Regions from separate parts of the Sus scrofa genome. Here region 1 is linked to region 2. Evidence: chromatin contacts called from public HiChIP or PLAC-seq data. All regions are on one chromosome and are shown on one strand. Each heading gives the region's core, a stretch centred on a gene start, on an enhancer-like site or on the middle of the called end of the contact. The rest is flanking DNA. Distances are from core to core; before and after follow the strand shown. Region 1 holds the start of CTSF (cathepsin F). Region 2 overlaps C2H11orf80 (type 2 DNA topoisomerase 6 subunit B-like).

Region 1 (5,389 bases), core at 617-3,116, 240 kb before region 2:
GTTCCCCTGGGGCAAAGGTGGGCTCTGGATCGGGCCTGAAGCTTATTTCAAAAAGGGTGGCACCCTGGGGTAGGTGGGGGTGGGGGCCAGACTTGCAAGTGGGTTAAGAGGGGGGACGAACTGGGGTGATGACTTGCCAGCTATGAAAACAAAACCAACCCGGGCTCTTAAGGGCACCCCCAGACAGGAGGTTGTGGGCAAAGGCCACCCTGCTGGGGGTCCTCCAACAGAGAAAATGTGGCCTTTGCCCCACCCCACTTTATCCAGAAAGATGGAGACCTATGGTTTCTGAAAACCAGATGGGAGAAGGGGTCAGGTACCTGAGACAGATGCCAGGTCCTGGGAGGCTGAGCAAGAACTCGGGAATTTAGGGCGTCCTTGAAAGGATCTCTTGTGCCCTTCCCCTCTCCAACACCACGGTGCCAAGTTGGGGGGAAGGCCCTGACCTGACTGGGACAGCTACAGCCAAGGCTGGGTCCTCACCCTCCTTTGTATCATACGTCCGATTATAGGTGGTGACAAATTCCTTGAAGATCGAAGCCATCTTCACAGAAAAGTCCTGGAAAGGCAGAGGGGTCTTTTCAAGGAGTCCTTCTCAGACTGACCAGGGAGGGGAAGAGAGGGGACATAAGGCAGCAGCCAGCTTCCCACCTGGGGCAGGGGATCCTTGTTCAACAGTGGGAGGAATGAACTGAAAGTCTCGTTTGTGTCATCTGGAGAGGGTTCCAACAGAGAAGAGTTAGGACTGAACCCTAGGTGAGGTGTGACCTGAGCTCTCCCAGCATCCTGGGCTGTCCCAGCACCTGTAACCTTGGTATCCACTGGGCCACAGTCCCGCCTCAGCAGCATGTGTTTTCCCAGCTCGTCCAGGACTTCGAAGCTGCAGAGCTGGAGGCAGATGAGGAAGCCAGTCAGGGGACTGGGTTGGGAGCAAGGCCTCGGCAAGAAGGAGCTGGAGGGGTCTCAGATGAAGACCAGCTCCAAGGCAATCACCCCCAGAGTGGAGAGCCGGGCAGACACCCTCCCTTTCACAGCATCTTGGTCTCTAGCCGTCCAGGCCTGGTTAGGGACTCAGGGTGGAGTAGCCGAGGCCTCAAAAGCTCCCTCTAGAAACCTGACCCATCAGCCAAAGGACTGCCAGACTCAGTCCGGGGGCAGGAAAGCGCAGGAACCCCATCACTCACCAGGGTTTTCTTGGATATAGGGAGCTGGCACACGGTAGGGTCGTTGCAGGGAGGCTCCACCAGAGTGGCCTTCAGGGAGTACAGCGACCCCCGGCCCGCCTGGATGGAAGGAAGGATGAGGCACCCAGAGCCACTCCCTCCTTCGTCCGGCTTTCACTGGGTCGACAGATCCACCATGTCCCTTCCTCTTCCCAATCACTAGAGATCCAACGCCCCCGCCCCAAGTTTAGCCCCCTCCCCAGGTCTGGCGTCCAACGCCCTCGCCCCAAGTTCCCAGCCCTCCGACGAGGGCCCCGCTCGCTCCGGACCGGAGAGCTCCCGCCCCGAGTGGGTCCTCACCCGGCGGACGCGTCCGCGCACGGCCCTCAACGCGGCCCTCGTCCCGGCAGCCCGGCCGCGGTTGTACATCTCCAGGGCGAAGCGGGCGGGCGCCAGGAGCTCCGGGGACGCCAGCTCCCTGGCCTGCGGGCCGGCCGCTCGGGGCTTCTTGGGGGCGGGAGCGGCGTCCGGGAGCAGCCCCAGCAGCAACAGCAGCTGCAGCCAGGGGGCCATGGCGAGGGCGAAACCGGCGGCCCGGACTCACGCACAAAGCAACGCGCGGACCAACCGACCGGGCGGAGCTGCCCGCAGCCGGAGGGCCCTCGTCCCCCACCCGCAGCTCCAGAGACCGCGGGGCGCCGGCCAATGGGCGCCGGCGGGGTGCGCCTGCGCACTATGTTGTTTACGTGAGGCACGTGGGGCGCGCCGGCCGCGCAGGCGCGGAATTACAATCGCACCCTAAAGCGGCGTAGCAGCAGCCGGGGCTGGAGGGGGCCCGGGGTTGCAGCCTTGAAGTAATCTTTTTAGGTCTTGGATCTGCTGTTTGGGGAGGGGAGAGGATGCTGGCCTGAGAATAGAAATAATAACTGGCATTTCTTGCGTGCTTATTATATGTTACACGGTTTATGCCATCCCTCTCTAATCACGGTAGCCATCCTGCGAAGTAGGTGTTACCCGCATCTAATCAGTGAGGAAATGGAGGCTTAGAGAATTTAAATGGCTTTGCCAAACATCTGTTACGTGAAAGAGCCGGACTTGAACCCAGGGAGTTGGCCTCAGAGCTTGAGTTCACAGCTTGATCCTCTCTTTCGTTTTTCTCTCTCTTTTTTTGTCTTTTTAGGGCCGTACCCAGGGCATATGGAGGTTCCCAGACTAGGGATCAAATCAGAGCTGTAGCTGCCGGCCTAGGCCAGAGCCACAGCAACACTGGATCTGAGCCTCGTCTGCGACCTCACCACAGCTCACAGCTACAGGGGATCCTTAACCCACTGAGCTAGGCCAGGGATCGAACCTGCATCCTTATGGATGCTAGTCAAGTTCGTTAACCACTGAGCCATGGCGGGAACTCCGGTTCCTCTCTTTTTATCAGTAAAATGGCACCTAATATTCTCTGGACTGGCAGTGCCTCAGGCTGTTATGGGGATCAGAGGCAAATGTGCAAACAGTGCAGGGGGCTGGGACTGATCTTTTGTAAGCATTCACCACTATGTTCCAGGGCCCAACAAGAGGAAGCGCAGATGCACTAAGCATAGTGCTGCCTATTGGAAGCTTCCAGTGTAGTGGAGAGACAGGTGAGAAAGGAATTTTCCTCCAAGATGTGACCGGCTATGGGAGAGGCATTGGGACTTTTCTTAGATCCAGATTTCCAGAGATCCACATTGGTGTCTGTCGTATTTCACCTTTGTGGGAAACCATCTTCCCCAAAGCCTGTTCCCTGGACACTGGAGCCTCCTGATGAGTGTCTGGAAGAAAGTGTGACTTATCTTCTCATCAGACTGAGGCAAGAGACATACTTATAATTCATGGAGGAAAAGGAAGGATATTTTAAGTCACACATGTTGGAGTTCCTGCTGTGGTGCAACAGGATCAGCAGTGTCTTGGGAGCCCTGGGACGCAGGTTCTATCCTGGGCTCAGCACAGTGGGTTAAGGATCCAGCGTTGCTGCAGTTTTGGCTTAGGTTGAAACTGTGGCTCGGATCTGATTCCTGGCCTGGGAACTCCATATGCCTCTGGGAAAAAAAAAAAAAAAAAAAGTCACACATATGTTATCTCGGGCAATTCTCACAACAACCTTCAAGAGAAAAATTGTACAATTACCCATGAGGATAGTGAAGCAGGGGCATGCCAAAGTTCAGAAGCTGAGCTGAAAAGAGGGAGGCAGCAGAGGAGACTGGGAATAAATGGACATTGAGCGACTAAGAGAGGGTGATGTCAAGAAAGTAGAAGAGGAAGTTCCCAAGGTGGAGCAGTATAAATGAATCCGACTAGTACCTGTGATGTTGCGGGTTCGATCCCCGCCCTCACTCACTGGGTTAAGGATCCAGCATTGCCATGGGCTGTGGTGCAGCTTGCAGATGTGTCTCAGATCCCGAGTTGCTATGGCTGTGGTGTACGCTGGCAGCTACAGCTCTGACTAGACCCCTAGCCTGGGAACCTCCATGGGCCACAAGTGCGGCCCTAAAAAGCTAAAAAAAAAAAAAAAAAAAAAAAAGAGAGAGAGAGAGAAGAAAGAAAGTAGAAAAAAGGAAAGTATCTCAAGGAAGAGAAAGTGGAGTTCCCTTGTGGCTCAGTGGGTTAGGGATCTGGTGTTTTCATTGCTGTGGCTCTGGTCACTATTGTGCCACAGGTTCAGTCCCTGGCCCGGGGAACTTCGACATGCCATGGGTACAGCCAAAAAAAAAACCCAAACAAACCAATTTTGGAGTTTCCATTGTGGCTCAGCAGATTAAGGACCCAATACTGTCTGTGAGGATTTGGGTTCAATCCCTGGCCTTGCTCAGTGGGTCAAGGATCTGGTGTTGTGGCATAAGATGCAGCTGCAGCTGATTTGACCCCTGGCCTGGTAACTTTCATATTCTGCAGGTATGGCCGTAAAAAGAAAAAAAAAAGGAAGAAAGAGGAAATACATTGGCTGTGTCCAATGCCACAGAGAGGGCAAGTAAGATTAAAAAAGAGACGTGACCTTGGGACTGGGCAATGGTAGGTCTTCAGCAGCCTCATTAAGTGTGGTAGGTTGAGGGAGTCCCCTGATGGCCTAGCAGTTTAGAATCTGAGGTTGTCACTGCTGTGGCTGGGTCCCTGCTGTGGTAATTCAATCCCTGGCTGTGGGTGTGCCAAAAATTTTTTTAAAGAGTGGTGGGTTGGAGTCCCGTTGTGGCTCAGGGAGTTAAGAACACAACTAGCATCCATGAGGGCTCAGGTTCGATCCCTGGCCTCGCTCAGTGGGTTAAGGATTTGGCGTTGCCGTGAACTGTGGTGTAGGCTGCAGACACGGCTCACATCTGGCGTTGTGGCTGTGATGTAGGCTGGCAGCTGCAGCTCCAATTTGACCCCTAGCCTGGAAACTTCCATGTGCTGAGGGTGAGGTCCTAAAAAAAGACAAAAGACAAAAATAAATAAATAAATAAAAAATAAAAAGAATGGCTAACATTTAATGAGCACGAGCTACATGCTATGCACTTCACATTCTTAGCACATACATGTATTAGCCCATTAAACCCCACGACATCCCTGTGAAACAAGTATCAGGCAGACGAGGAAACTAAAGCAACAAAAGATTCAGTTACTTGCCCAAGTTGCAGAAATGGTGATGCTGGAGGCGGGGTTTGAATCCAGTTCTATTTTTTTTGTCTTTTTGCCATGTCTTGGGCCACTCTTGCGGCATATGGAGGTTCCCAGGCTAAAGGTCTCATCAGAGCTGTAGCCACCAGCCTACACCAGAGCCATAGCAACTCGGGATCGAGCCATGTCTGCAACCTACACCACAGCTCACGGCAACGCCGGATCGTTAACCCACCGAGCAAGGCCAGGGATGGAACCCGCAACCTCATGGTTCCTAGTTGGATTCATTAACCACTGCGCCACGACGGGAACTCCCCAAATCCAATTCTAATACAGAAAAAGATTCTGCTTCTCAGACTGGCCTCTGCGGACCCCCTGGGGTGCAGGAGGTCTGCCATGTAAAGCCAGAGGATAAACACAGCCTTCTTCCTCCAAGCACACGGAATAGACTAAATAGATCAGTTACTCACTGGCAGGGGATGTGGGTGAGGGGTGGGGGAGTACGACAATGTGGTCCTGGCTTCTGCTTTAGTAGGTCCAGGTAATGAACTTGAACTTCAAATATGTGGGTGACTCCTAGGAGCACTTGCGGTTTTTGGTTTTGT
Region 2 (5,321 bases), core at 1,226-3,725:
TATCTGTTTTATTGCCTAGTGTCTTACTGCTTGTGTTTTCTGAATGTGTCTGTGTCAGTAAGTCACCTCTGTGAAAGGAGAGAACATTTTTTATTTATTTAAATTCCCAAGTGTCATGTATATATTATGATCTCAGTATTGTTGATGGTGGGGGAAGAACTGTTCAAATCCTGCTTTAAAATCTTTGGTTCCTTTGGGATTCTCTGAACCAGCAGCTTGTAATTATTATACACTGAAGTCCCCTCTTTACTTGTTTTGTTCTCTAGGCTCATCAGAAACTGCAAGCCTCACTCTCAGTGGCTGTAAATTCCATCATGAGTATCATGACTGCAAGCACCAGCAGCAACTTCCGAAAGATCTGCCTCCAGACGCTTCAAGTTAGTAGGAGATGAGGATGTTTGAAAGTGCCAGGGTTTTCTGTTTTTTTTTTTTTTTTTTTTTTTTTTCTTTCTTTTTAGGGCCACACTTGTGGCATATGGAAGTTACCAGGCCAGGGGTCAAACCAGAGCTGCAGCTGCCAGCCTAAATCACAGCCACAGCACCAGATCCATGTTGCATCACACTGCAGTTTGCAGCAACACCGGATTCTTAACCCACTGAGCGAGGCCAGGGATCAACCCACATCCTCATGGATACTAGTTGGGCTCATGACTGTTGAGCCACAATGGGAATTCCTCCCAATTTCTTTCTTTCTTTTTTTGCTTTTTAGGGCCGCACCCATGGCATATGGAAGCTCCCAGTGGAATTGGAGCTGTAGGCACTGGCCTATGCCACAGCTACAGGAATGCCAGATCTGAGCCACGTCTTTGACCTACACCACAGCTCATGGCAACCCCATATCCTTAACCCACGGAGTGAGGCCAAGGATCGAACCCACAGCCTCATAGATCCTAGTCAGGTTCCTTAACCACTGAGCTACGAAGGGAACTCCCCCCTCCCAACTTCTTATTGAAGAAGGTTCTATTACCTCATGGTGACAGAACATTTTGGAAATAACTGAGCAACCGTAAGGATTACATGTATTTAGCAGTGTGGAGTAGTGTAACAAGTTTTGGGAACAGAGGCCTGAGTTCAAACCTTGGCTCATTTACTTGCTGGCTATGTGGACTTAGGCCTTTACTGAACTCTGAATTTCTTTTCTTCTTCTTTTTTTTTTTTTTTTTTTTTTTTGTCTTTTTTGCCATTTCTTGGGCCACTACCGCAGCATATGGAGGTTCCCAGGCTAGGGGTCGAAGCGGAGCTGTAGCCGCCGGCCTACAGCACAGCACAGCAATGCAGGATCCGAGCCGCATCTGCAACCCACACCACAGCTCACGGCAATGCAGGATCCTTAACCCACTGAGCAAGGCCAGGGATTGAACCTGCACTGCAACCTCATGGTTCCTAGTCAGATTCGTTAACCACTGCTCCACGACGGGAACTCCTGAACTCTGAATTTCATCTACAAATTGGAAAAAAATAATAGTCCCACACAGGGCTATTATGAAGTAGAGGGCTGGATGTGAACCTTTATAACACATGGTAGATTCTTAATAAATATTGGTTTCTTTCCTTCCTTCCTTTCAATGTGTGCTGACCATTTGGTATTATCAGTAGGGTAACGCATTCATTCCATATCGGTTGCTTCCTTTTTTTTTGTACTTTTTTTTTTTCTTTTTAGGGCTGCACCTGTGGTGTATGGAAGTCCCTAAGCTGGGGTCAAATCAGAGCTGCAGCTACCGGTCTATGCCACAGCTTCAGCAACATCAGATCCATGCTGCGTCTGCATCCTGCACCACAGCTTATAGCAATGCTGGATCTTTAACCTACTGAGCAAGGCCAGGGGTCGAACCCATATCCTCATGGATACTAGTCAGATTCATTTCCATTATGCCACAGCAGGAGCTCTGATACTTTTTTTTCTTGAAAAGGTAGTATAATATATACAAAATTTAAATTAATAACTAATAAATTTTATCACTTAATTTTTGACTTTGTATATTATCTGCATTATATAATTATAACCAAAATATTCTATATTCACATGTAATTTAATATTTCCCCCTGTTTGAACAATCTTTTTTTTTTTTTGGCCACACCTGCAGCATATGGAAATTCCCTGGACCAGGTTGCAGCTGTGTGTTTAACCAATATTCCTGTTGTGTTGGTTTAATCTAATTTAATAAACCATTCCCCTAATGATAGACGTTTAAGTTGTTTACATTCTTTCTGCCAGTATAAATAGTACTTCAGTTAATATCTTTATGTGATATCTTGCTTCTTTTGAATTATTTCCCAGAATAAATTTCTATAAACAGAGTTAATTGGTCAAAGCAATTAACTTCATAATCTAGTGCATCTTCTCACAGCTTCAGCTTTCTGGATCATGTGGATGGCACGAGGTAGTGAGAAGAACACTATACTGGCAATGCTAGAATCAGCCCTAACTTCTACACGTGCTAGTTGGGTGGGTCACTTCTCCTTTTTGAATTTCATCTACAGAATTAGTGTATTGTAGGAGGTGATTACGTGGTCCCCTTTGACTCTAATATGCTACAATTCTATACTAAAGAGAGGAAGCTGTGACCCATTCTTGATGGGTGTAAACTATGTCACTTTGTTCTTTTTCTCCCTAGAAGACGTTCCTGTTTCAGCCTCAGTTATTAAGTAGAACCTCCCCTCTCTTGGAACTTGTTTTAGAGGAGAGCAGTGTATATAACCTCTTCTTGAACAGGTGGCTCTCAGGGATATTTATCTCCTAAAGAGAGGAGAACAAAGACCTTGTTTGAAAGATCTTGCTTAGGAGCCACAACTACCTGTCTCATGTCAAATAACCCAGACCTTTTTCCTCCTTCTCCTGTGTCCGTAACAGCTGAGGAACACGAAGGATGTCAGTGGTTTGCTTTTCTCTTTGTCTCAGCCTCTCCCCATGTAAACTTCCTGTGGGCACTTAGCTTTGGTTGGCAGTACTGGAACTCAGCATATTCTATCTCTGGCCCATTTTAGGCATCTGACACACAGGAATTTGCAACCAAGCTGCATAAATCATTTCATGAGATCACCCAGCACCAGTTTCTTCTCCACTGCTCATGTGAGGTGAAGCAGGTAAGCGTAGAGTAATAACCAGACTTTGATGGAAATCTTCCATGTTGAAGTGTGGGAACCCTGAACACAGGTGGGTAGGTGCGGGTGCTTTAGACTGCGCAATCGCGGGTTAGCCTTTCAGCATGGAAGCCTGTGGTTTAGAAAAACTTTATAGAATTGAGTATTACATAGCAACTAAGAGCATGGTTAGCGATGTTGCTTGAATTCCATTTCTGCCACTACCTGGTTACATGACGTTCTTGTGGAAGCTATTTAACCTTTCCAAGTCTCAGTTTGTCAGTACAACAGGCATGATACATGCCTAAAATGATCACTGTGAGGTTTGAATACAATCATATATGTAAAGTGCTAAGCACGTAGCTACTTTTGTGATGATGACAATACGGTGGAATTCTTATGTTTAGCTTTGCCTAATGAAAAACATACTTTTATCTATTCACCTTTTTCCCCCTGTTTTTTGGCCATATTCATGACACATGGAAGTTCCTGGGCCATGGGTTGAATCCAGGTTGCAGCTGTGACTTATGCCACAGCTATGCAACACCAGATCCTTACCCCACTGCACTGGGCTGGGGATCAAACCGTCAAGGCCACAGAGACAAGCCAGATCATTAACCCACTATACTGTACCACAGCGGGAACTCCCCATTCACCTTTTTGGATGCTGGAGATAGAGAGTTGCATTAGTTGGGGTCTCTGCCCTGATGATGGTCAGATAGTTACAGGCTTCTCTAAGGAGTGAAGAGAAATCATAGCTGGGAAATTGTATGTATTTCCAGATTCTGTGTGTAGGTAGTAGTAGTGTTCCAGCTGAAGCCCACTTCTCTAACTCCCTTTGTAACAATCAGGAATTAAAGTATAAGATGAATAAATAAACAATATTAAGGGTGAAATTATATTCAGTGACTTTTCTGATATTAAAGTAAAAGATGAATAAATAAATGATATTAAGGGCAAAATTATATACAGTGACTTCTGGCCAAGATAAAGTAACAGGGACCAGATTGACCCTCCTGCCCGAAATAACCAAAAATCTGGACAACAACAAAAAATACAACATATGAAACAATGGTTCTCAAGACTTTGGGCCTCAGACAATGAATGGGGTAGCTATTCCTGAGATGGAAAACAAACACAGTGAGCCCTACGATTGTCTTACACACTGCCTAGAAAAAGCAGGGAAGCTAGGGCGTAGGGAACAGGCATCTAGGCAGAGCCTAGTGGGCTCTCTGAGTTAAATAGATGAAGCTGGGAGTCCAGGGATGCCAAAGCAGCGTAGGTTTTCAGGGCAGAGTACTGGAGACGAGACGAGACAGCTGCACCCAGAGGTTCCTCTCTCCAGTATTCAGCTGAATACTGATCGGCTCATTCAGGTGAAGAAACTGTCCCAGTGAAGAACCACCCAGAAGGATTAGAGGGAACAAAATGCAGAGCTTCCTCAGGGCCAGGAATAGTACCTATTCCCATCAAACAGAGAGGAAAGTCATAATTTATGGAGTATTAGGTAGAATACTAAGAATAGTCTTGCCTCAGGAATGGAGAAAAATTACATCTACAGTAGACACTCCTCTGGTTCGGCCTAACAAAGCTCAAAAGCAGAAGCAGGACCTGAAGGGATCAAGTCGTTTCCAAGTAATTCAGTGGCATCGCAGAACAAAAATTCAAGAATATTTATAAGAATACAAAAATATCCAGCACCCACTAAGGTAATATTCGTAGAGCCTTGACTCTAACAAAAAACTAATAAGGTAAGAAGAGGAAAATACAACCCACAATGAAAACTCAATCAGTTGATCAATCAATGATCCAATCAAAACTGATCCAGAACCGACATGGAAGATAAAATTAGTTGACAACAAAAAAAGTTGTTATAATTGTCTTCCATATGTTTAGGGAACTAGAAAAAAGATTGAACATACTAAGATGTGGAAGGTATTTTTTAAAAAGAACCCCAAATACATTTTAAGTTGAAAACTAATGTCTCTGAGGTGAAAATTATACTGATTACACTGAATAGTATTAATGGCACATTAGACACTTAAAAAACACACAGCAGCAGAAACTATCTGAAATGAAACACAGAGATTAAAAAAATAATAATAGGGAGTTCCCATCATTGCTCAGTGGTTAACAAATCCGATTGGGAACCATGAATTTGTGGGTTCGATCTCCCGCCTTGCTCAGTGGGTTAAGGATCCGGCATTGCCGTGAGCTCTGGTGTAGGTTGCACATGACAG

What was found. HiChIP or PLAC-seq counts read pairs in DNA pulled down with a chosen protein or histone mark.
Region 1: a contact with region 2 is called in an H3K27ac HiChIP or PLAC-seq map of alveolar macrophages. The contact joins the promoter of CTSF here to the enhancer-like site in region 2. A contact is called at or near these places in 2 of 5 promoter capture datasets (fetal skeletal muscle and liver), 6 of 47 Hi-C or Micro-C datasets (brain, embryonic fibroblasts, fetal skeletal muscle and 1 more) and 2 of 2 datasets of contacts at active chromatin or transcription factors (alveolar macrophages and skeletal muscle).

The regions. Positions count from the first base shown.
Region 1 is chr2:5,851,560-5,856,948 of Sscrofa11.1, reverse strand. It overlaps CTSF (cathepsin F), which reads right to left and starts at 1,866. Exons shown (of 13, transcript XR_002341429.1): 1 at 1,524-1,866; 2 at 1,185-1,283; 3 at 804-888; 4 at 652-713; 5 at 484-559.
Region 2 is chr2:5,608,620-5,613,940 of Sscrofa11.1, reverse strand. C2H11orf80 (type 2 DNA topoisomerase 6 subunit B-like) reads left to right here. Exons shown (of 13, transcript XM_021082776.1): 10 at 267-377; 11 at 2,986-3,084. Among named protein-coding and RNA genes, the nearest start is that of RCE1, 16 kb to the right of the region's middle. Within about 2 kb of position 2,475, at least 1 of the 83 cell types and tissues checked has an H3K27ac peak or open chromatin away from gene starts, as enhancers often do. A contact at or near this core is called in alveolar macrophages, where this site is marked.